4 separate regions of the Rattus norvegicus genome follow, and all the other regions are linked to region 3. Evidence: chromatin contacts called from public Hi-C data. All regions are on one chromosome and are shown on one strand. Each heading gives the region's core, a stretch centred on a gene start, on an enhancer-like site or on the middle of the called end of the contact. The rest is flanking DNA. Distances are from core to core; before and after follow the strand shown.

The links. Hi-C and Micro-C count contacts between places; a contact is called where the count stands out from the background.
Region 1: a contact with region 3 is called in a Hi-C map of liver, with 14 times the contacts expected there. The contact joins the promoter of Gadd45g here to the enhancer-like site in region 3. A contact is called at or near these places in 10 of 12 Hi-C or Micro-C datasets (the A7r5 cell line, the Rat2 cell line, frontal cortex and 6 more) and 1 of 1 datasets of contacts at active chromatin or transcription factors (oligodendrocytes).
Region 2: a contact with region 3 is called in a Hi-C map of liver, with 5 times the contacts expected there. The contact joins two enhancer-like sites. A contact is called at or near these places in 2 of 12 Hi-C or Micro-C datasets (liver and mammary epithelial cells).
Region 4: a contact with region 3 is called in a Hi-C map of liver, with 5 times the contacts expected there. The contact joins two enhancer-like sites.

Annotation. Positions count from the first base shown.
Region 1 is chr17:13,527,891-13,531,640 of GRCr8, forward strand. It overlaps Gadd45g (growth arrest and DNA-damage-inducible, gamma), which reads right to left and starts at 2,461. Exons shown (of 4, transcript NM_001077640.2): 1 at 2,321-2,461; 2 at 1,738-1,839; 3 at 1,422-1,635; 4 at 716-1,317. The coding sequence starts at 2,373. The coding sequence ends at 1,207.
Region 2 is chr17:13,478,316-13,482,293 of GRCr8, forward strand. No RefSeq gene overlaps it. Among named protein-coding and RNA genes, the nearest start is that of Gadd45g, 50 kb to the right of the region's middle. Within about 2 kb of position 1,571, at least 5 of the 93 cell types and tissues checked have an H3K27ac peak or open chromatin away from gene starts, as enhancers often do. A contact at or near this core is called in liver, where this site is marked.
Region 3 is chr17:13,162,737-13,166,946 of GRCr8, forward strand. No RefSeq gene overlaps it. Among named protein-coding and RNA genes, the nearest start is that of Diras2, 260 kb to the left of the region's middle. Within about 2 kb of position 2,510, at least 17 of the 93 cell types and tissues checked have an H3K27ac peak or open chromatin away from gene starts, as enhancers often do. A contact at or near this core is called in the A7r5 cell line, hepatocytes and liver, where this site is marked.
Region 4 is chr17:13,502,314-13,506,407 of GRCr8, forward strand. No RefSeq gene overlaps it. Among named protein-coding and RNA genes, the nearest start is that of Gadd45g, 26 kb to the right of the region's middle. Within about 2 kb of position 1,383, at least 14 of the 93 cell types and tissues checked have an H3K27ac peak or open chromatin away from gene starts, as enhancers often do. A contact at or near this core is called in liver, where this site is marked.

The sequences.
Region 1 (3,750 bases), core at 1,211-3,710, 370 kb after region 3:
GATGTGGGCAGAAGCACTGAGAATAGGAACTAGCAGATGCCCGCCCCACTCAGACTGGCTCACTCCTATTTATATAGACAGTGCCTTCCAACTTCTGCTAAGATACTGTAGCTTCCATCACGGCTGTGACAAAATGATGATTCATACTTAAAACGCACTCACTGGTGTCATATTTTATATTAATACCTTAGTAGCGTAGCTTTGTCAGAACAATTAAAAGGAGAAAGTTCCTGAAAGCTAGAGCTACCCGCCCCCATCCACCATCCACAGCCACCACACCAAGGGCAGAGTTGCAGAAGGCAAGCTCATTGTATTGGAAGGCACAGGGCCTCCAGCAAGCTGTTCAGATAAGCAGCTGTCCAGGCAAAGGTGGGGGAGGGGGGCGGAGTGGGGGAGGGGGGGCGCTGGAGGCAGAAGTCACAGTTATCGGATTGGATTGCAAGCCTTGAGCTCCTGCACCAGGATGCCTTATCAAGTATGCTCCTGTCTTGCAAATTTGAAATCTTCCTGAAAGGTTCAAACAGTATTCCCCTTTACTACTCGCCAGCATTCCCTCCCCCTACTGCCAGCCCCAGGAGGCTGTTTCTTGCCCAAGACAGAAAGAGAGGTGGTCACGGGTGTCCCAAGCTCCATCAACTACCAGAAACACCCTTGACCGCCTCCCTCACCCCTCCCGAGATAAGAATCCCCGACCCTCAATAAGAAGCATAAGTTTGTTTCAATAAGTTTATTGTGAAATTCAAAGCTTCCACGATAGCGTCCTTTAGAAAATGAAAGCATTGCCCGGGATCCGTTTTTGAAAGAGCAGTGCAGTCTGCTAAGTCCGGCTCGCTCCTGCAGTGGCCTCTCCTGCAGCTGTACCAAGTCCAGGCGGCCTCCTGCCTTGCCTTTCCCCTCCTTTCACTGAAGGCTGCTTGCTGAGTCACACCTGCCTCGCTGGTCGGTTCTTCCCGGCCCTGGGGCCAACGTCCTTGCCAGGCCTTCGTGTGCTAGCAGCCTCTCCGGACACTGGCAGAGTCCTGGGCTCGGAACAAGATGTCCCCGCTGCCGCCAGACCCCCTTCTTGGGAGGCCGCGCTCCTCGCTCTCCAGGCAACATCGCCTGCCAGTCTCCATGCGCACTCGAGCGCCCTCGGAGGGCCACTCCAGAGCCAGCAGCGCGCTAGAGTGTCACCAAGTCGATCAGACCAAGGTCCCTGCCAGGCTGTCACTCGGGAAGGGTGATGCTGGGCACCCAGTCGTTGAAGCTGCGGCTCTCCTCGCAGAACAAACTGAGCTTCTCCAAGGCAGGGTCCTTCCATGTGTCTTCATTAGGGTTCTGGATTTAAAAAAAGAAAAGAAATACAGGGGTCAGCCATGCCTATCGTTGGCCAGGACAGGTTGGGGGACTGGCGTGGAGAGGTAGTGAGTGGGAGCGCTCACCGAAATGAGGATGCAATGCAAGTCTCCCGGCGCGCCCCCCTCGTCGTCGGCGCCCACGATCGCCGCCAGCCTCTGCACGTCTCCCACGCGCACGATGTCAATGTCGTTCTCGCAGCAGAACGCCTGGATCAACGTAAAATGGATCTGCAGGGCTATGTCGCCCTCATCTTCTTCGTCGGCAGCCAGCACGCAAAAGGTCACATTGTCAGGGTCCCTGCAGAGCAGATGGGAAGCACAAGGTCAGAGTCGATGCCACCCCCAGGTCTCCCCACCGCGCCAACCCTAATCCCTGCACGCGGGGCCTTTCTACACTCACACATTCAGGACTTTGGCGGACTCGTAGACGCCAGCGGTCAGACAGCCCTGGCGCTGCGCCGACAGCAGAAGTTCGTGCAATGCTTTCCCGGCGCCCTGCATCCTGTGAAAGAACAAGCGCCGTGAGTGGGGGACCAGCACGGGGACGCGACAGAGAGATCCCTGCCCTGACCTCCAAGTCCCAGCTGGCCCCTTAGCCTAGACCTGCCTGGCGCCAGCATTCCTGCCTCCCAACTCCAACCTGGCGCCCACACACCCGGATCCCCAGTCCCGACCTGGCGCCCACACCTCTGGCACCCTAGTCATGATCTGGCGCCCTCATTCCCCATCACCCAGTCTCGACCTGGCGCCTGTAACTCCCGGTTCCCTACTTCTGATCTGGTACCCGTATCCCAGGCTCCCCAACAACGACCAGGTGCCGGCACCCCAAACTCTAGCTCTAGACACGAATCGAATGTAATAATCCTGGTCCCGCGCCTCTGCACCTCGCAGCCAGACAGTGCATGGCTCCCACCCTGCAAACTTCTATCCTGGAGGACCCCGAGAGATCGCTACCCGACAACTCTCTGTACCCCCAAACCCACCTGGCTGTGCTTTCCGGAACTGTATCCTGGCCACGGACTTCTTCCAGAGTCATTGTGCGATCCACGAACAGCAAGTTATCCAAAAGTGAAGAGTGCAGAGGGAACCCGAGCGCAAGTAAAGATTCCCAAAGACGATCCGCGCCCACCACCAGCGAGTGCGCCAGGCTCGGCAGGGAGAGTCCTTTTATAGACCGGCTCCGCGCGCCGCCGCCAGCTGGCGGGAGGCTGCGCTCCCATTGGCCAGCGCCCGCTTTCTGATGCAAATGAGGCGGCAGGCCTGCGGCTCGTGCCAGAAGGCCACGTGGGGAGGGGTGCGGGGGATGACACAGCCTCAAATCTGCCGCTTTTGTCAGGGTGTTACCAGGCAGACTGGAGCCTGCAGATTTCACCTCGCCTTTCTTTTTTGTAAGTCCTTAAAAGGAAAAAGTTAAAAAAATAGCACGTTGTTTGCTAATACGATACTGGAATTTGTAGAATGCACACTTGGAAAATGTAAACGCCTTTTTTGTTTGTTTGCACTTTTTGGTTTTTTTTTTTTTTTGCGACCTTTCTAATTTTTTCTTTTTTTTTTTTTTCAACTTGAAGTTTACGGGACTGTTGCACCGAAACCGAAACTTAAAAGTCAAAGGTTTGCAACTGCAACTGACTTTAGGCCTAGACTGCCACTAAGGACTCAGGACTTAGCGCCTTTCGGGGTCACGGCTGCAAGGTCTAAGCTCTCCCGCCCCCCATCCCCCACCCCTACCCGGAGCAGATCGCTGTGGGGCGCGGGCAGCAGGGACTAGCAGATTGCTGCCGGCACACGCGGCTCGTTTGCATTTCTATACGGGGCACACAAAAGAGGAGGTCTGGCGTGTGGCAGTTCACAGTGAGGACAATCGACGCTTTCTCTTTCATAGCAACACTGTCCACCTGCCGCCGGTGGGGTGGGCAGAGCCCCCCTCGCGCGCGGGGGTCGCGGGGTTGCACGGCGCGTGAGGGTCGGAGCCGCGTGCCGCTCCCCCGCCCCTGGGTGCGCACCTCTTAGGCTTATGCTGGCTGCTGGGATTCTGATACACGCGTGCCAAGCTCGGGAGAGAGCTGTACACACAGGGATACTGCACCCCAAACCCAGAGGTTCCGGGGTGACTTGGAAGCTCGGCGCACGCTGTTCCTCAATGCTTTTCCCAGGGCGCCGCCTACAGGCCGACCTAGAAAAATCCAGATCTTCCTATCCTCCCACCACATACTGCCTCGCGTTGACCTCCCAGGGCCGAGGTACCCCAGGCACCGAGAACCCTGTGCTATTATGCGCATCAATTAGAATCAGTATAGCTCCTGCGCCCCTGGCCTGGAGACCGAAAGGAGCCTGCCGCCCGGGACCAAGAATCCGTTTGTCTAATGAGATTTTTGAAATATTTCAACTACTTAAAAATGTTTTTTCAAAAGTT
Region 2 (3,978 bases), core at 321-2,820, 310 kb after region 3:
TGGCTGAAGCCAGAATTTTTTTTGCAGAGGCTCTGGAATTTGGAGAATAAACGAATAAAATGTGTTCTTTCTCGAGGCGGCTGTGAAGGGACCAGGCCGAGCTCCCAGCCTGGAGATCAGTAAGTGTAGCCCTCGAACTGCCTGATAGGGGCCATGAGCAGCTTGGCCTCTCCTTGAAGGCCAGCCTGAGGCCACTGGCTACCCATCCTTCCAAATCCCCACCTGTCCTGGGCCTGGGCCTCTCCCAGCCTTCCTGAAATTACTTCACAGCTGGAGTCTTGTCAAGGCCTTGCTACAAGGCTTCAGGGTAAGGGAAGACTCCCTGGGGCCCAGCTCCCATAGCTCAAGGCCTCATACATCCACCTGCACGAACATAGCAAGATACAGCCTGGGCAGGGGTGTGCAGTGGGGCGGTAGAGGGACACAACTAAAGCTGGCTGCTAAGGAAAGGGGGCCATTAGCCAGTCGAGGAAATCTGCAAACAGTATGAGGAATCAGGCGGGAAAGATGACTGCTCTAGGGCAAGGGTCCCCTGGGGACATGGTGGAAAGTTTGCTTGTCACTCCTCGGCAAGGGCTGGGCTTCAGGAGATAGTAAAGACAGAAATGAACAGGGTGTGTCCCATGGTGGAGGTTGTAACTAGAGTTCAGAGCATGTGGATCTGGACAAGGAAAGCACGTAGGCAAATACAAGGGAGTTGGGCAGTAGATTAGAGGCTGCAATAGCAGGCTGGAGCCAGGAGCACCAAGGAAGCTGTGGGCATCTGGAGAGGCCTCCTAGAACCAGGTGGGAGAGAAGGGAATTAGGAACCAGGAGTGAGCCTGGGGCTGTCTACTGGAGCTGGAGGTAAAAAGGAACCTGGCGAGAATGTTCCTGGATCAGGCCTGGGAGGGTACTTGGCAGTCAGAGTTGGCCCCAGAAAGGAGCTGGAGAATGGCTAGATGGAAAGAGCAACCAAAGATGTGTACAAATGCAGCCCCAGAGTCTGGTCAGGTGGATGTCAGAGGCAAGTTTAGCAGGAAGGTAAAAGCCATTACAGGCATCCCCAAAGACGTACGTCAAAACAAACACTAGAATTCAGTCTCTAAAGGTGCATGCAAAGCTACAGGAAGGTGTGGGAGAGGTGTTCATGACTCTGGTAGATGGAACCTTGTTGGGCAGAGTTCAGAATGTGGACGGCGTTAGAAGGTGGGGGACCCAGAAGCCAGTCACACAGGAAGCATGCGTAGGCTGGGACAGGCAAGAGCTATAAAACAGAGCAGAAAATCACGGGGAAATATTTTAAACCTTCCACAACAAGACGAAGGGCTAATGACGATGCTATATCAAAAGCCTTGTGCAATTAGAGAAAGACGGCTCTGCTAAAAATGTAGGCAAAGCAAAACCTCGCCAGACATTACCTAACTTGGCAGCCACTGGTAAGCCAAGGCTTTACCAACAAAGACAAACTCCAGCGGCTGGAAGAGTGTCCCGCCCCCCCTGGCAAATGACACAGAGACCCACCAGCTCTTGGTCACCAGACAGTTCATCAGCTGACATAACTCCCAGATCTGGGTCAGCCCATACCATGTGTCCCCTGACTCCTCCCTTCTCCGCTGCTGCTAAAATTCCAAAGGCCGCAGCTGCAGGAGGGACACTCATAGTAAACAAGAAATGGACCTTGCTTTTGTTTGGTTCTTCGATTTTGAGTCTGTTGATTGAAGCTATTAGCGTTAGTGTAAGAGATTAAGCAAAGGGGGTTGGGGATTTAACTCAGTGGTAGAGCGCTTGCCTAGCAAGCACAAGGCCCTGGGTTCGGTCCCCAGCTCCGAAAAAAAAAGAAAAGAAAAAAGAGAGAGAGAGAGAGAGAGAGAGAGAGAGAGAGAGAGAGAGAGAGAGAGAGAAAGAGATTAAGCAAAGGAGGGACCCGGGCTGTAACTCAGTTGACCGAGCGCTGTCTACCATCCACAATGCCCTAGATTTGATCCCCCGTATCGAACAAGCAGAACGTGATAGCATTTGCCTGTAATCACAACACAGGCAGTGGAAGCGGGGCAGTGTTGGCCACAGAGTGAGTTTAAAGCAGCATAAGAGGTTATGTGCCCCACGGTACAATAGTTTCTTTTGCTTCACTGGGTCAAATGATAGCATTTACCTTAACATGTCATGGATTTTACTAAGAAGTAAATTTGAATGCACTGTGTAGGAAAAATGCTGGAACTATGTAAGACTCTGTCCAAAATACACACACACACACACACACACACACACACACACACATAAACACACACACACAAACACACCTGCAAGGAACCAAAAACTCTCAACAACAACAAAATAAAATAAATTGGCCAAAAAGACACAAGTTCACCCTACTTATATGAAGATTAAAGTAAACTTTTTCTTTCCCATCTTTAATATTATTTAAATATCGTAAGTTCATCATAAACACATGTGAAAACTGGCACCCCAACGTTCTGAGGGTAGAAGCATCAATTAGCAAACACTATTGGAGAATAACTTTCCCAATAACTTTTTAAAACTGAAAATATGCACATCTTTGGGTTAGCAGTTCTACTTCTAAGACTCTGCTCTAGGGGCTGGAGAGATGGATCGGTGGTTGAAGTGCTTGCTCACAAGCCCAAGGACCAGGGTTCAAATCTCCAGGAGCCATGTGAAAGGAAAAGCATTGGATTAGGAACCCTAAGATCACGTTCTCAGCACAGAGGAGATTGATTTGTCCCAGAAGGACAGAGGGCAGGAATAAGGGGCAAACACAGGACATAGAGGATGAGGGAGAGGGAGTATTTATCTCAGAATAGGTCAAAGGTCGGCTTCTAGATAGAGTGACAGACATGGCCCATAGGCAAATGGTGGTTTATAAAGGTAAAAAGGGAAACCTCATGTTAGGATGAGATGTTTAATTTTGATTGGACATGTTAATTAGGTGAGCCAAAGGGGGCTTTTGATTGCTGGACTTCAATACTTTGATAGCTGGACCTTGGTAGTCAAGTCTCAAAAAGAGGAAGTGGCTATATAAGGAAATAGACCTTGAGGGCTAGTCTTAGGAATGTAATCTAATGGTTTTTTTTATCAAGGCAGAGGGAATGGGGAGAAGGGCAAGGCCTGCCAGAGTTTGCCCACCATGCTCAAGCTGGTCAGAGTCCCATCACCATGTAAATCCCTGGTGAGTGTGAATGGCTGTAATTCAAGCCCCCAAAGAGAGAGACATGGGAGCCTCATGAGAAGTTGGCTAGTGAGACTAGGCATATCAGCGAGCTCTGGGTTTGATTGAGAAACCCTGCCTCAATTGGAAGAGTGATTGGGGATTTGTGACATCAACCTTTGGCTTCCACATATATGCACACACATGCACCTGCACGTGTGCACAAGTGAGGTCATGCACAAATGAAAAATCTATTCTACAGATATATATGTAGTGGTTATATATTATACACGTATGTACACACATATACATATTCCTCCAGATGTAGTGTGTGTGTGTGTGTGCGTGTGTGTGTGTGTGTGTGCGTGTGTGTGTGTGTGTGTGTGTGTGTGTGTGTGTAGAAAAGTTCAAACAACCTAACTGGCCAATAGCAAGGTTTGTTTAAGCTAATGAAAATGAACTCATTCCAAAGACCATGTCAGAGTGAGAAGAACCTGCTTCTGTGAATACAAGTGGTGATCCACGATTCATCCTGTGAGAGACTGTGCAGCAGAAAAGTTATGCTATAATCTTAAATATGGATTCTGTGGTTTGGAGAGATGGGTCGGTGATTAAAAGCACATGTTTTCAGGGTTGGGGATTTAGCTCAGTGGTAGAGCGCTTGCCTAGGAAGCGCAAGGCCCTGGGTTCGGTCCCCAGCTCCAGGAAAAAAAAAAAAAAAAAAGAAGCACATGTTTTCCCAGCACCTACATGAGGCAGCTCACAACCGATTGTAACTCCAACTCTGGGGGATCTAATGTCCCCCTTCTAGCCTCCATGGGTACTTGCACTCA
Region 3 (4,210 bases), core at 1,260-3,759:
CAGAATGTCTAGGCAAAGAATTTGCTTGGGATAGGGTTCTGAAAGCTAAGGCATCTTTTCAGATCCCTGACTGAGACCGCGACAGTAAGCAGTTTGGAGGGCACACACACCACACACACCACACACACACCACACACTTCTTTTTCCTTTTGGTATGTGTCTGTGTCTGCATGTGTGATGAACATGCCTCAGTGTGTGTGTGTGTGTGTGTGTGTGTGTAGGTCAAAGGTCAATGTCAGATGTGATTCCTCTGAACACCGTCCAGCCTTTTGAGGGGTACAAAGACAGGCTTTTCCATTAGCCTAAACTCCCTGATTCTGCTAGGTTGGCTGTCCGAACAGGGAGACACAGGATCTTCCTGTCTCTTCTTTGTCTCAGGCCCTCATGTTTAAACAACAAACCTTTTACTGAGCATCCCCCAGCCCAGGGGCACATGCATATTAACCATACAAAGTGGCACAAGCAAAGGACACAGGAACTTGCCTCTTATTTCCAAAGCATGGAACTTGCCAGAGATAAATGGCAAAGGCTGTTCCAAAGCTAATCTGCTGTCCCCCGCCCCCCGTCCCCCTCGTGTTTTTGAGTTGTTCATTTGAAAAGCGCAATTACCTGTCATCATGGAAGAATCTTGAAATGACAACACTTAACAGGAGCCGGAGCAAAAGAAACCTAAGAAAGCACAGATCTTCAACATCAAACAGAAGGGAATCCTCATGGCCATGCTGTACAGTCTTACATGTCAACCATGAGTAAACAAGGCTCTGCTTGTCACTCTGTCCTTTGTGACACATGCCGTCCTCTTGACTTAGAAATCTTCAAAGCAATGGTGCCCTACCACAGGAAAAAAAAAAGAAAAGAAAAAAAGAAAGAAAAGAAACAAAGATCACAAGTAACAGCAAAGTGTGGCTCTAAATCCCTCTCTGAGCCTTCAATTAAAGGAGGAGGCCGTCTGGACGACCGAGCCTACAAGTTCTGCATGAGGTCATGGGAGGAGAGCAAGGCAGAACTCATTTCTGACCGTGTTGAGCAGCCTGCTCCCTGGTGGGAGAATAAATCCCTGCTCCTCAGATGCACTCCCAGAACAGACCCTGTGCACATCCAAAAGACCAGGATCCCACGATGTCAGAAAACTGCTACGGGCCACATCACAGGGTGCCTGTGCCTAGCGGCGCTCACCATCCAATGTGGTCCGATTTCACCTCAGAGTCAGAGATGGGAAGTCAATGAGGCAACTCACAGCTCCGGGGTGAAAGGTGGTTGGTTCTAGATTTGTGAGCATGGTCTAAGTTCCAGATCCTCCTACACCCTTCTTCCCTCCCTCCCCACTTCCTCTCCCTTCCCCCTACCCTCTCTCTTTCTGTGAGAAGGTAGGGTGAGAGGGGGATGGGGATTCTAGGGACTAAACTTAGATCCTCATGCACTTTACTGGCTGAGCCCTTGCCCCATACTGTTCCTAGATTTTTTTTTTTTAATTAAAGGATGAGCGCACATTTTACAGTAGAATGGTATTTCACGAGAGGTGAAAACTTCGTGAAGTGTGCACTTTATACTCTTTCTAGGAAGCTCTGTTGGAACTTAGTCCTTTGGAGAAGAGCAGCTGTAGAAACCTTTGGGCCCAGAGGACTGACGATGTTTATCACCTGGGTCTTTACTGACAAAGATTGTCCTGGACCCCGCCCACTGCAGATCACAGAATTCAGTGGTGGTGGGCCATCTATCGCCAGGTTCTCAGAGAGTCTAGAAGCATGCTCAGGTCTTTCAGGCAGGTTTCCCCATTTGTCTGAAAGCCCCAGTTATAAGACATCACTACACATGTAATTTCCCGCTTCCCACCTCAGTCTGGAGGTGGGAAGTCTGGAGGCTTGTCCCATACCTCCCCGCCAAAACGTCTGGATATCTCCTGGGGTCTCTACTTAGGTAAAGATGTCTTCCTAGGAGACACACACACACACACACACACACACACACACACACCCCTACCTGTACACACTCATACCCTGTGATTTATAGAGCTTAAGAAACTGGAAGAAACATCCTGTTACATAAAGGTTGTGTGAGATATGTCAAAATACAACAGCCTTTTCCCTAAATGAAACCTTCCGGTTCTCTGGGCTTGAAAAGTAAGCAGTTGCTCTTTGTCCAAGATATTGACAACTTGGAACTTGTTCATCCACATTTGAACCTCTGGGGGGCGGTAGACGTTCACAGTTGAAATGATACTGTGGGTTTTGTGAGTGTGTGTGCGTGTGTGTGCGCGCGCGTGCGCGTGCACGCTCCTTAAGGTGTGTGTGCATGCACACACGTCTGCAGTGTCTATGTGTGTGTACCCACACGTGTGTATACATGTGTATTTATGTGCCAGTGCGCAGACAGGTGTGTCCGCAGGGTGATATATGTAGCAGCGTGTGTGACGAATTACAGTTGTCCCTGTGTGTGCTTGTGTGTGGAGCAAAGGCAGGTCAGGTGGTGGGTGGCCTCAGAGCTACAAGCAGCCAGTAAGCTGAACTGACTCAGTTCAGGAGAGCCAGAAAGATCATGGCTTCTAGCCAGCGCCATGCTGGTCAGAGCCAGATGCCTGGCAGTAAGGCAGACTGAACAGCAGAACCCAGGAAAGTGCTCTCCCTGGCTGCCCCTTCCTGCCTTCTATTCTCCTTCTGAAACTGTGGCCTTTCCTCTCTGGAATGCCCTTTTCATCCAGAGATATTGGTGGGGGGGGGGGCGAGGCTGGGTGTCTTCTATATCTTGGGTCACAGATCCTCCAGCTGTTTGCAGAGAGATAGCAGACCCTCAGCTGAGATCTAGTCGGACCACCTACCCTGGGCAGGAACAATGCAATAGCCGCAGCGGGTGGAGCTGTCCCCAAGCGCCTCTGCTGGAGACTGTCTGTGGTGATTACTTTGTTGAGCTTCTTCTGAGAAGACAATGGAAAAATGGGGCTTTAATCCTTTCTCATCTGGGCCATCTGATAAGAATGTCCGGGAAAGGGGTTGAAAAGGAAGTTTGCAGATTGCATTGAGCAGAAGAAAGGGAGGGTCCGGCAGCCCCCGGGTGCTGGCTTCTGTAGGGACCTGTGGAGCCCCTCCTTCATTCTTGTGTAGCATCAGGCTGCACTGCCTACTTGGAGAGCAGGAGGAGAATTAAAGAAGCATGGAGGCTTTGCATTCTAAAGTGTGGGTGTGCCTCTACTGCTGTCCTTGGCAGTGCTGAAGTTTTCCTGCCTTGGCCTCCTTTGCTATGAGAGACCAGCTCAGCTTGTGCTCATTCCCTTTAATGGTCCTGGGAGCTCAGACTGCACCCAGGCTCTGGACAGTGGAGGTGGTCCCACCCAGTCCCACCCAGTGGCCTCTCTTGCTTGCAGGAGTTTCTTGGCAGCCTTAGGCTGCTAGCTGGGACCTAGGGGCCTTGCAGAAGGTGAGGCAAGGTGACCATCCCTAGCCCTGACAGTTGGGTGTCAACACTTGCTGTTTGGGATGGGAACACGGAGAAACTTGCCCCAGGGTGGCCTCTGAGTCCTATTCCTACTCGTTTATTTATCTGGGAGCCAGGGAGACAGCCTGAGCTGGGGCGCACTGTTCCCACAGTGGCCTTTGACCTTGGAACAACCTGTTGCTGCCAGCGTCTGTGTAGCTCAGCCCGAGGGACATGGGAGTATCCCTTTGCAGGCTGGAAAAAGTAGGGGGGGGGGTGTCACCTTGACTGTGCAATGCCTCTTGGTGCTTGGATGCTCCTAGTGAACTTGACCTCTGTCCTTAATTATTTGCGTCATGACGAGACATATCCAGTTTCTTCTCACCCAGCCTCGGCCTACAGTGAGAGCTTCCTGTTTGTTTAAGTGCACGGAACAATTCCTACTAAGCTCCACGTTCTATTTTAAGTGAAAAAGGAGTTTCCTTTGCCAGAAAGGCAGCTCAGCTTCTGTTATCGTCTCCCCAAAGGCTGCCCAAGTCTTAACCAAGGTAGCCAGGAAAGGTTTCTTAAAAGAGTCAGCTGTCTGCAGAAACCATTTTCACGGAGTGACCAGACCTGATCTGGAATATTCCCTTGTGCAATGGGAGAATGTGTTATCTTCCCCCCAAATTGCTATTTCCAAGGATGAGCCATTGTTGAATCGAGACAGTTCTGTTCTTGCTGCTCAGCCTACATGGTTACCAGACCATGCTCCTCCCAACCATGCCTGCTCTAAGGAAGACAGTGGGTGAGTTGTCCTCTG
Region 4 (4,094 bases), core at 133-2,632, 340 kb after region 3:
TTCCTCCTTTTTGAAGCCATGCAGTATTCCATAAAGGCCTGCCTGCTGGCTTCCAGTATCCTCCCCTGCCCAGACCAGCCAGGGGCCTGGCCTACCACTGTCTGTGCACAAAGCTGCAATGGACATCCTGTGGGTGCCTGGCATGGGAACCACTGAATCAGCACATCTGCTCTGATGAGCACCCCGGGGTTCACGTCTGCTGTCCCTCTGGCCCCAGCAGTAATGTCAGAAGGTGACAACTTCCATAAACTGACCTCCTGGGGTTGTCAATCTTCAAACACTGTACCCTTGTAACACATGGAAACTCCCAGTAGGGACTTTCATCTCCGTGTACCTGACTCCCCTCACCTGAGCTGCACTCCATGGGACCTTGGCCTCTGCCTCTGTTTGTATAATCTTTGCCTCTGTTTCTTTCTGTTTTGCATCCCTTTATTGCAAACAGTTATATTGTTGTCCTAATCATTGGTGCTTCACAGGGAAGGCGGACCTCCTTCCACTCCCTCCACCCCATCCCCGTTCCCGTTGTTCCTTGGCTACGACACATTGTATCCTATTGCTTTAAGTCTTAAGTAGCATATTTGTTCTTCGCCAGGGTCACTTATCAGTCCCTCCAGATGTTCCTTTCTACTTTCTGGTCTTGGTTAAAGGTCAAATCGTCTTCTCCAAGTCACTTAGCCAAGGCCTAAGATTGCACCTGTAGAAACACACAGCTATTTGGATGCTTTGTTTGTTTGTCTGTTACTTGTCTGTCTGTCTTCCTATGTGTCAATTCCAGCTTCCCTTCCATGGCAGGCAAGCGCTCTCTACCAGGTACCCAAGGCTCTCTGCCCTTCTGGAAGCAGCTGTCTCCCTGGCAAGGCTGCAATCCCATGGCACCTGGCTGCAAACCTGGCCTCTTCCTCCTTCCTCTTCTGGATCCCCATCTCCAGGAAGACTGCCATCTGAGTCCAACGGTTCCTGGGAATGTCTCTCTTATTTTTGGCACGTTGCTGAGTTTTCTGAAAAGAAACTGGCTGTGTTGGCCTGGGGTTGCAGGCCAAAGGTGTCTGAGCACCCCACTGAGCAGTGTTCTCCAATGTTTACGGGAACTGCTGAGGAGTCTCCTGGTGGTCCTGAGATGCTCCCCCGACAAGTGTGTGGGAATCTGGTGAATACTGTCCAGTTGGCCGGGCTGAAGAATCACTCACGGAGATTGATGTCCCTGGGCAGAGCAGATGGCCCAGGCTGGCAAACTAAGGAAGTGTGTCTGCATGGGAAGGAGTTGCCAGAGCCGGCTCCCACTGACCTCTTTGAATGGAAGCTTCCAAGGCTCCTGGGAGCCTCAACTCAAGACTGCACTAGGAGCTAGCTGCCTGAGGCCAATGGGCAAAGCAGGACTTCAGCCAATGCCTGCTGAATTCCAAGTGGGCCAGAGGACACCTAATCAGGTCCAGCGGGGAGGCGAGCTTGGTCTCACCCCGGGGAAAGCCACATGACAAGGAGAGTAACCTCGGGGTGCTATACGCAGTAGGATAGGACCAACCAAAGGCTGCCTTGATAGTGGGATTTCCTGGAGCCCCATTGGAGCAGGTCCAGCATCTGCCAGACCTAGAGAGCCCTACAGGAGACCAGGCCCAGCCCCTCTGGAAGTTGCCCAGACACCGGAGCCCAAAAACATCAGGAGAAAGCTATAGTGTACAACTAAAACCATACCAGTCACCCAGGGCAGGATGGTAACACAACGGTCATCCCCTGTCTCTGAGCAAACAACAAGCATGAGTTTGACACACAGCCTAAGGGACTGCAAGGACTCATGTTGGGATCTCACAGAATGCACAACTTTATCGGCTACATAAGAAACCCCATGTGGGACCTAGGGGAGGTCCTCATGCATGTGACTGACCCATATAGATATCCAGGCTGGTCTTTCTGAGGACACAGAAACAGGCTGGTCTTTCTGACCCACTGTTCATATGACTTCAGACCTCCAGAGAGTCTGTCATGGACAAGAAGGGATCTATAAGGAAAGCTAAAGAGTGTTCAGAGGAAAAGAAAGCTGGATACTGCCCAATGGGACCGCACTGAGCCTTCAACCCTACCCAATCTCCTGTATCTCCCTACCCGCTCCCAGAGTACACTTCAGTCTCTTGGGGTTCTTTGCTCTAGACAGTCTGAAGCATTAACCTTTCCCCAGAATTGAGCCATGTACCACTGGGCTACTAGAGAGGTCAACAGGCAGGCACCATCCTCATCTCTAGGGCACTGGGCAGTCCTTCACCATGACGTCATCTGGGCACATGCTCATGGCATCACGAATGGCTTTGCTGAAAGCCTCTTAGCTTGGGCTGCAGCCAAATATGCCAGAGTGCACGCTGGCAGGCAAGCCCAGTGACCCGGTGGAAAGGGTTACCCACAAGAGCTTCGGCTCTGCTTGAAGCTAAAACAGCACACACCTAAAAACAAGGACAGTTTATCACCATGCTGCACTGAGCTCCAGAGAAAGGACTTACCATTGTTGGGGAATCTACCCGCCATGTAAGGGTGTGAAAATCATGGAGTCCGAAGGCGTGGGATACCTACTCTGCTTTCTCCTCATGCAATAGATTAGTTACCCTTATCCATGTGTCTAGGGTAACTGTGGTAGATTGAGTATGCTTGGGCCAGGGAGTGGCACACTTAGGAGGTGTGGCCTTGTAGTGGGTGTGGCCTTGTTGGAGGAAGTGTATTACTGTGGGATGGGCTTTAAGACCCTCTTCCTAGCTTCCTGGAAGCCAGTCTTCTCCTGCCTGCCCTTGGCTCAAGATGTAGACCTCTCAGCGCCTTCTCCACCACCATGTCTGCCTACATACTGCCATGCTTCCTGCCTTGATGATAATGGACGGAACCTCTCAACCAATTAAATGCTGTCCTCTATTTGCTTTGGTCATGATGGTGTGACTTCACAACAATGGAAACTGTAACCAAGACAGTGACCATCCAGTGCCTGTCACCTAAAATGAATGTTAGTTAAACCCCAATGGGCCGTGTCCTCCTCAACGTTGACTCCCAAGTCGAGAAGAATGTCGCCACTGGATATGGTTTTGGGGTTTTCTTTCGCCAATAATATCCATGTCCAACCACAGGGGAGCTGACATGGGGCCTCTTAAGCATCCCTGAGCCCCTCCACTCCCAGACTGTAGCCACCAGTAGGCTTCCAGCTTTCCCAAGGACATCTTCTGACCCCCCAAACCCCCAAATCCTATATTATCCAGCCCAGGCACCCAGCACACAGAAATCTCTCAAATGCCTAAAACAGAATCAGCCCATGTGGCTGCTAAGTGCCCATTGAGAACAAACAGAATGTGTTTTCAGAGTGTTCCACGGAGACCTCCAATGCTTACAAGTACCGTAAGGGAAAAGCCCTTGGAGAACCCTGAAAGAACGTAGCCCACTAGTTCCTGTGCTAAGATCTTCAGTAAGTCCGTATGCTTGAGGTCTATGCCCCTTACCTACCCCTCCTTGAGTGCTAAGGGTGCCACAAGGTGCATGAGGGAGGGGACAGGTGGATTCATACTTTTCATGCTGGGAATGCTGTTGGTGTCTGGGAGAAATAAATGGGATTTCTGCCCTGACTTTTTGAGTGTTCTTGCTTCTCTCATAAATACATTGGTGCACACCTTGCTCCTGTTGAGCCCAGGATGTGTCTGGGAGGAACAAGTCCCTGGCCCTGCCCACAGGGGTTTGCAGCACCTTAGAAATGTCAGTGGAACCAGTAAGAACCAATACGCAAAACGTACTCACCATGTATCTATCTATCTGAAAGTCTCAGGTACTTGGGGAGGAGCAGGAAGCAGGGTGGGGGTGAAATGGAGGCTCTCTTCCTGATAGACTAGGGACAAACTCAGAATTTCAAATATGTGTGTGTGTGTGTGTGTGTGTGTGTGTGTGTGTGTGTGTGTGTGTGTCAGAAACCATGCTATAAGGCGCCTGACTCTGTACCCTGAGCAGAGAATCCCGAGACAGACCCAGAGCTGGGGGTCCCTACACTCAGCATTTCCTCAGCTCTCCCCTTCTAAGTCAGGCCCAGTGGACACGAAGTCCTGCGTGGCAAAGTCAATTCCCCCAGCAGAGGTCCC